Linked DNA regions of Zea mays: all the other regions are linked to region 1. The links are chromatin contacts, called in public Hi-C maps. All regions are on one chromosome and are shown on one strand. Each heading gives the region's core, a stretch centred on a gene start, on an enhancer-like site or on the middle of the called end of the contact. The rest is flanking DNA. Distances are from core to core; before and after follow the strand shown.

Region 1 (2,713 bases), core at 88-2,587:
TTTTGCACTATCCAGCGACAACTAAAACGAAACGGAGGGAGTAATAGTTAATTTTTCAAATGTTCTTTTGTCACAGCCTTAAACTTACTATGTCATTGATATTCGTGGTGGCTTAGATCTTGAATGTTTTCAAAATCAATGTGCATACCAAGCAATTCGCAAGGGCAAGTAAGCCAAGTTTAATCTCTACTCGAAAGGATAGTAGTAAAATTGTTGGTTCCACAGCATTGCTAATGCAGTTTGGTTCTTTGTGTTTTTTTCAGGCCCTGTTTGGTTCCTTTAGTCACTAGACTAAAGTTTAGTCGCTAAAGCAACCCGTTTGGTTCCGGTGACTAAACCGGACTAAAGAGCATTAATTGTTGTGAATAATGACTGTATTACCCCTATTAATTAGTGAATGTTTGCTGCAGGAAGTTAGTGGAGAGGGCAAATAAGATAAAAATCCTACTTTAGTCCCTTTTAGTCACCCCCTTGGCGACTAAAGAAGTAAGTCACCCCATTTTAGTCACCATGTTTACTTCTTTAGGGACTAAAAGTAACTAAACTTCGGTCACTAAACTTTAGTCACCCCAAACCAAACGGTGCCTCAATGTACACAATTTTGTTCGGATCTCTTTCTATAAACCACCAACTATATAATACATTTTCCAATTTGATATTTCCTCTGGTAAAACACTATTCTATAATCAAGCCACTGTATGTTGTCCAGACTCCAAGACGAACATGAACTCTGAATATAGAGACTAAAATTTATTCAAAAATTAAACTTTTATACTTATACATATCCTAATACAAATGATAAAATGTGAATTTAGCACCATGGCGGCAGCGCGCAGGTGCGCGCAGCAGTTACTAGTATATATATGATGGGCATGTGCATTGATGATCATTTTCTTTTTTGCGAGGTGCTGTGTATTGATCTCTCGTCACCGTGCACGGTTTTTCGCAAATTACCCGGTAGAGAGAACTGGGGGAAGGAACAGGGAGAAGTGGGGGAACCTGGAGGCGGGACCGCCGGAGAAGGCGAGGAGGACGGCGTCTGTGGGGCGCACCATGGCGTTGCTCGTGACGGAGAGCTTGAACTTGCCGAAGAGGTGAGCCCGGAAGCAGCCGGCGCACATGCCGACGCCGCCGGCCACCGCGACGGCCGCGCCGCCGCCGTCGCACTTGCCGCACGCGGCGGCGGCGGAGGCGGTCGAAAGGCGTCCCATGCTCTCCACCAGAGCATCCTCCTGGCCGCCCGCGGAGGAGGACGAGGAGCACTGCGGCCCGCAGCCGGCGCCGCCGCAGGCTGCCATGGCGGGCGCGAGGAGAGGGGGACCGGAGACGTGGGTCTACTAGGGGTTTGGGAATTGGGAATTTGGGATTCCTTGATTCTCGGCTTCTCGCCTCACGTGCGTCGGTGCGTGTGCGGAACGGTTGTCGGCCTTCGTTTTGGGCCCATCTGGAGCTGGGCTGCCCAAATAAGGCCGAACTAAGCCCAAGATGATAGACACGTGTTGTTTTCGTCAATTATTACTAGGTTAGTGCCTCGGAAACATATAACTATCATGATAACTTATATATAAATGTGTTATATTTTTATGAGAAAATATTTTTTAATCCATTGGTGATCTTGGCTATACATATAAACTTTGTTATTTTAATCTACATGTTTCATCACTACATTGCAACCATCAATATCATGCAGACCTATATATATGATAGTTAGGTGTCTGTACGTTGCGACGACTCACAAATTAGTAATAAAACGCGAGTGCACAACAATTACATGAAAACAAACAATATATCGACAATCGTACACTAATCTATTTCTTTGTAGAGATATTGATAAGTCTTTGTTGTATGTTTGCATGAAGCATTGAGTTGTATCTATTTGCATAATGTGGTTTGTTTAGGGGAAATGATAGAATATGTAGTTCTTACATTATAATTGCGAGTTAATTGTGCTATTTTCAGGTGCACTATGGAACGGATTTGTGGTTTTTTGGTTCCTGATTGCTACTGCTCTGGTTCTGGAGTAAAATCGATTAATTTCCTGCCTTTTCTGGTTCAGCATTGCAGTATCATTGCAAGACTTTTTTCCATGTCCTGTCATATTTTCCTGTTCCAAAACCATACACACTCTGCTGTATAGCTTGGATGAAAATCACTCAAGGGTATCTCCATCACTTAAAGGTGTTTAACTTTGGATTTGTGCATATGGTTTATCCCTGCTCAGGTTTATTACGATAAATGGTGATTAGTGGCACTATATCATATGCATGACTTCAGCTTGTTCCTAAATTCACTTTCTCAAGTCTCACCAATTTTCTTCATGTGAACCTTTTGCAGAGTAGATCATGCTCACTTGAAGGTTCAGTAAAGTTGAAGAACCTATTTGGATACTCTGAGACCTGGGATGCATCAGGCGCTCTTGAATTAGATAAGACAACAGAACTAAGTGTCGGAGTCCAAATGCCTAGGATCGGAGCAATACCAACTCCCCTGATGGCTAGAATATCGTTTGTGTCTGACGACTGGTTAAAGTCCTCACTCAAAGAACACCTGATGGGCGTTTCTGTCGACTTGCTCTCCACCATGAACCACAACATTACTTACAATTTGGCATGGAGAAAATTAACTGATCCAACACGCATGCCATCCAATTCTGCACAAGAGGAATTAGGACATAACCTTTTGTCCTCTATTAAGTACGCGTACAAGGTTGACC
Region 2 (2,700 bases), core at 147-2,646, 130 kb after region 1:
GCTGATCAAAGCCGATCCTACTTTTGATCAGTTGCTCTCCAAAAATACTAGCAAAAAGACTGTTCCACGTGATCGGTCAACAAATAAACCCCGGTCACCTGCTAAAACAAAACGGTCAAACAAAACGAACCGAAAGGCGACACAACAAGCATCGCCTATTCATTCTATGAGACCAGGGTACTTTCCACCTATTTACTCATCGTCGGTATATTATCCTGTTCAAACATGGAATGGCATGACGATGAATCCATGGTACATGTATAGTCCCTTTGTCTATCCAGGCTGGGGGGCACCTCCATTCTATTCATTTTGATCCATTGATCAAATGGTCATGGCCGAGAAAGATACAATCCAAAACGGCCTTTATACATTGGTGCTTTATTGAATGATCTCTATTTTGAAAAGCCGATGACTTACATCAGGTTTAGTTCATATGCTTTTGGTTCGTCAAACTGCACCAAAAGGCAGGGGGGCATATGTTGAAGGCTAAAATGAGCCTGGCGGACGGTCCGGCCCTGAGGCCGGACGGTCCGTGGTCCGGACTGTCCGCGGTGGTGGCGCGGACGGTCCGCGCGCGCGCAGAGTCAGTTAGGGTTCCTAGTTTCTCGCGGGATTTGTTACCTAAAACCGCGGGATTGACTCGGGAAACAGTTGGAAACGGATCCAGACCTCCCCCTTTATATAGATGAAGGGCTACGGCCGATTGAACCCCCAACAATCGAACAAATCAAGTCTATTACTCGTTTTTACCTTATGCATTAGGAGTAGTTCTAGTCTAGTTCTAGTTTAGCCCTAGTTTAGTATTTCCAATCCCCAAATTCTCCGTCTCTCCTCGACTTTACGTCGATTAGAGGAGTCTAGATCGGTCTGCCCGAGCCTAGACAACTCCTAGGATCTCTCCTCCCCGACGGGGTCCCTCCCGGGAGCGAGATCCAGGCACCGTCGGCGATCTACCGCCGCCCCTGCGCACGCGCGGACCGTCCGGCCCTAGGGCGCGGACCGTCCGGCCGTCAGGCAGGGAATTCTTGCTCCTGCACCAGGTCGCGGACCGTCCGGCCCTGTACCGCGGACCGTCCGCGTCTGACCAGAGAGCACCGCTGCCTCGCACCAGGCCGCGGACCGTCCGGCCCCTGCGCGTGGACCGTCCGCCCCTGTGCAGAGGGCACCGCCGCCGGTTCTTCTTGAGTAATTGGCGCTCCGAAAAAGCGTCAACAGGGGCAAAAAAATCTCTTCGAGGTTTTATATTGGGGAGGCGTGGAATCCGACAATTGATCCATACGCGAATCACAGACGGTCGCAACAGATTTCTATTGCGACGATTCGTCTAGGTGGACCCCGCCATACAGCCACCGTGCGGCTACGCGGGAGGGCATGAGCGGCTGCCGCTCGGGCCCACCAGTCGGCGCCAACTCTCCCAGGTTGGGCTAGCGTCGCGTGAGGTATATTGGGCCACCATAGGGGTTGCGGCCTAGGTAAGAGTTTTTTCTTTTTCTTTTTTTTCTTTCCTTGTTTCTATTTCCTATTTTTGTTCTAGTTTAAATATCCAATTCCAAATTCAAATCCCAGTTTAACCGTTCACATATAAATGCAACAGCCAAGATTATCAGCATGAATACATATTTGTTTTATTTAATTATTTATTAATTGCTTTATTCAGGCCTTGTATTTGTTGAGATGCTAAAAAATAAACAAAATCGCTCAAACACTTTGTCTAAAGGGTTACTTTATTTCTCAAATCTTTGGGTATTACACCACCCCATCTATAGCAGATTGATTCTTCAAACCAAACACCCCTAAAAGAACTGCATAAACATGGCACTGCTTTGATTGCATGTGTATTCCAATTTTTAAGTCCTGCTGTACATTAGAAGAAAGAAAACGACAGACGAAGAGAGAAGACAAGTGTTGAATGGAACTGCATCAAGTACACACACGGTATATATATTGTACAGCAGATATATATAAAATCAGCAAAGGGAGATTGTTGGACTGAACTAATCCTCCCTAAGCAGCCCGGCTGCACTAGAATAGTTACACGGAATGTGTTATGTACGTACTAATGTACACTAGCTTCTCGGCGATGTATCCGTCCGCTTGTGTCATCGGAAGGACGAAATGCTTGGCGATGTGTCCGGACTGGGCGATGTCAGATTGCCCTTCGCCCCTGTGCGCAGAGACGACGAGTTGCTCCGGAGCTCGCACAGGCGGGCCTTTTCACGCACTAGTTTGCACTGCATACGTCGCAATTGTAAAGGAATCGGTCGCATGAAAACAGGGAGATACTATATGAAATTGACTTCCAGACTTCAAAGTGGATATATAAACCAGGCAAAGAAAGAAGACTCCACACCAATATAAAGATTTAACCAGTTCAATTCAGAAACGAACTACCGCATCATTACCCACCAAATACGAAGAGAAATTCAAATAACTCAATGACAAAAAAAAAAGAGTTACCACATCGTTACCTTTAGATTTAGATCCTCAACTTGGCCTTCCAAAGAAGCGATACGGCACTGGAGCTGATCCAAGCACTCCGATGCTTTCAAAAGAGTAGCGTCAGATTCTGAGTCCGAAACTCCAGCGACCTGTACAGCAGCAGCAGGGTTAGTGTGCCTAGCCTTGTGAATCTACCGAACCAGTATTCAAGTATACCACCTTCAGAATGCTGGAGCATAGGCTTGATAGGTTTTCCGCCAG
Region 3 (2,700 bases), core at 170-2,669, 140 kb before region 1:
GTATAGTGAAGTTTTCCTAATCCAAGGTTCATCGGGACTGAACATTCATATGGTCAAAATGCTACACAAGTACTACAAGATGGAAATGTAAGCAAGTGACTCACCTTCTCAATAAGACAAGATGGAGAAAGGTAGCTCATCTTGGAATCGAGTGCTTCTTTGGTCAGTAGAGGTCCATAGGTTGCAGCCAAGATTGCAGCTGCAGCCACAGTGGACGGCCTGTGATCAAGCACGCTACCAGCTGCACGAATAGTCCAACACCGAGCAGACCAGACAGTCAGAGCAATGCACGCAAGACAGATCACTAGGTGTCAGACAAGAGAGAGAGATTAATAAAAAAAAGATTCGATTTTGATGTGTATGAACCTTCAGCCGTGGCAAAGATGAAACCGATGGCCTTGTGGGCGACGTGGCCGCCGGCGCCGGCGCCGCCGTGCGGGTGGACCCGGGAGGAGAAGCAGGGGAGGAAGTCCAAGGGCGTGACGGCGCCCATGCGCCATCCGAGCGTGGACAGCACCAGCAGCTCCATCCGCCGGATGGACGCCGAGTCGAAATCGTAGCCGCCGGCGTGGAACTCCGACAGCGCCGGCACCTGGCACTCCTCCATCTTGGCGGCCACGGACACGCACGCCACGGACAGCAGCTGCGCCGCCCACGGCATCGCCTCCCTCTGCAGTTACCATTGCAATGCCTGGCGTGATTCGCGCGCCCCCAAAAGCAGAGGCTTTTTTTATAAAAAAAGGCGGCGCGGATAGAATACATCGACGCGTCGCCGGAGGAGGAAGCTATCGAAGTAGGCGATGGCGAGGTACGCCGTCCGGTGGCCGAAGCCGAAGCACCCGCGGGTCTGCAATAGCGAATGATGCAATCAGTTGCCACGCCAACCTGATGCCGTCAAGGAGCTAGAGCTAAGCTAATCGTGACTCACTTCAAGAATCCACTTGACGGCGGCGAGGCGAGCTTGCCGAAACCACTCCTCAGAGGCGAGCGAGGGGTATTCTTCGTCTCCTTCGCCGTCGCCGTCGCAGTCCGCGGCTGAGTCGGAGGAGGAGCAGAGGCTGGTCTCCTTAAACACCAGCTGCTCCAAATACTCCTCTTCCTCCTCTTCGCCGGCATTGTAGAGCGGGAGGAACTCGTCGTCGTCTACGACGCCGTTGCCGAGGTCGGCGCAGTCTTCCTCGCAGGTCAGCGAGAAACCGCGCTCCGACCAGTCATCCACCGCCGCCACCGGCATCATCTCGTCAGACGTGTCACCACGCTTATAGTCGATTAGTTACGGCGCACGTCGAGCAAGAAGCAAGAAGCCAAGAACCATGCGTGAGGGGCGCGAGCTCTGAAATATCTGATGGTATGGTGGTCGGCGGCGAGGTGGCGGCGGCGGCGACGACGGCGGCGGCCGTGGAAGAGGCCGACGTGATGGCGAGAGTGAGATGGCAACCGAAGCCTCCTCCGGTCCTCCCCTATTTAACTGGTTCCAGCATTTTAACCGCTCATGTTATCTGCTGCTTTAATCCACTTGCTTAGATTTTTACAATATTTTATTTTTATAGATTACAACGGCATCAGTTCAAACAGCTTTAATTTAGTGGCAGCGTAGTGTATTCGTTTGGCTTTAATCTATACTAGCTTTGTTGGAGACCAAAAGTGTCTCGCGGGTCCAGACAGTCCGCGGTGGTAGCGCGGACGGTCCGCGCGTGCGCAGAGTCAGTTATAGTTTCTAGTTTCTCGCGGGATTTGTTACCTAAAACCTCGGGATTAACTCGGAAATCAGTTTGAAGCGGATCCAGACCTCCCCTTTATATAGATGAAGGGCTACGGCCGATTAAACCCCCCAACAATCGAACAAATCAAGTCTATTTCTCGTTTTTCCCATACGCATTAGGAATAGTTCTAGTCTAGTTCTAGGTTAGCTTCTCAATCCTCAAATCCTCCGCTTCTCTTCGACTCTACGTCGATTAGAAGAGTCTAGGTCGGCCTGCCGAGCCTAGACAACTCCTAGGATCTCTCCTCCCCGACGGGATCCCTAGCTCCCGGGAGCGAGATCCAGGCGCCGTCGGCGACCTTTCGCCGCCCCCTGCGCACGCGCGGACCGTCCGGCCCTAGGGCACGGACCGTCCGGCCGTTAGGCAGGGAACGTCAGCCTCTGTTCCAGGTCGCGGACCGTCCGGTCCCTGGTCGCGGACCGTCCGCTCCTGTGCAGAGAGCACCGCCGCCGGTTCTTGTTGAGTGTTTGGCGCCCGAAAAAGGTGTCAACATACTTTTGGCGACTCCGCTGGGGAAAGGTGTTTAGATCTACTAAAAATCAGGCCCTCAAATGGCCGGTTCTAAAGATCACACTGATATCTCCCCGGACAATATCCTGAAGCCGGCTGTTGAAAGTCTGACGGCCGATGAGCAACAACAATACGATGACTACATGCGTCAAGCGAAGGAGAAATTCTTATCACAATACACAGTGGATCGCCACCAGAAAGTTGTCAAACATGGAGAGACCGACGTCGCATCTCTTCTATCTTCGCTTCAAGTCCCCAATGTAAGTACATCTGACGACATCCAATCTATTAAACAGTATGTAGATCATCAGCAGAATCAAATGAAACAACAGATTGGAGGGTTAGAAGAGTCAATTAGAAAATTAACACGTACATTGGAGAAGTCTGTTGCTCCTAGTTTTCCATCATATGAGACTAGTAATAGGAT

Evidence for each region. A called contact is a pair of places that touch in the nucleus more often than the background predicts.
Region 2: a Hi-C map of leaf shows a contact between it and region 1, with 4 times the contacts expected there. The contact joins the enhancer-like site here to the promoter of LOC100279201 in region 1. A contact is called at or near these places in 2 of 25 Hi-C or Micro-C datasets (leaf and tassel).
Region 3: a Hi-C map of leaf shows a contact between it and region 1, with 5 times the contacts expected there. The contact joins the promoter of LOC100501413 here to the promoter of LOC100279201 in region 1. A contact is called at or near these places in 4 of 25 Hi-C or Micro-C datasets (endosperm, leaf and tassel) and 1 of 3 datasets of contacts at active chromatin or transcription factors (leaf).

What each region holds. Positions count from the first base shown.
Region 1 is chr3:114,961,538-114,964,250 of Zm-B73-REFERENCE-NAM-5.0, forward strand. LOC100279201 (Cytoplasmic tRNA 2-thiolation protein 2) reads right to left here and starts at 1,338. Exons shown (of 7, transcript NM_001152225.1): 1 at 1,000-1,338. The coding sequence starts at 1,298. It overlaps LOC103650438, which reads left to right and starts at 2,376. Exons shown (of 3, transcript XM_020550868.3): 1 at 2,376-2,713. The coding sequence starts at 2,458.
Region 2 is chr3:115,095,570-115,098,269 of Zm-B73-REFERENCE-NAM-5.0, forward strand. LOC103652124 (kinesin-like protein KIN-12F) reads right to left here. Exons shown (of 37, transcript XM_008677771.3): 35 at 2,659-2,700; 36 at 2,469-2,588; 37 at 1,800-2,231. The coding sequence ends at 2,100. Among protein-coding and RNA genes, the nearest start is that of LOC103652124, 14 kb to the right of the region's middle. Within about 2 kb of position 1,397, at least 18 of the 20 cell types and tissues checked have an H3K27ac peak or open chromatin away from gene starts, as enhancers often do. A contact at or near this core is called in leaf and tassel, where this site is marked.
Region 3 is chr3:114,824,012-114,826,711 of Zm-B73-REFERENCE-NAM-5.0, forward strand. LOC100501413 (Cyclin-D5-1) reads right to left here and starts at 1,420. Exons shown (of 5, transcript NM_001196135.1): 1 at 929-1,420; 2 at 761-847; 3 at 367-670; 4 at 105-241. The coding sequence starts at 1,237.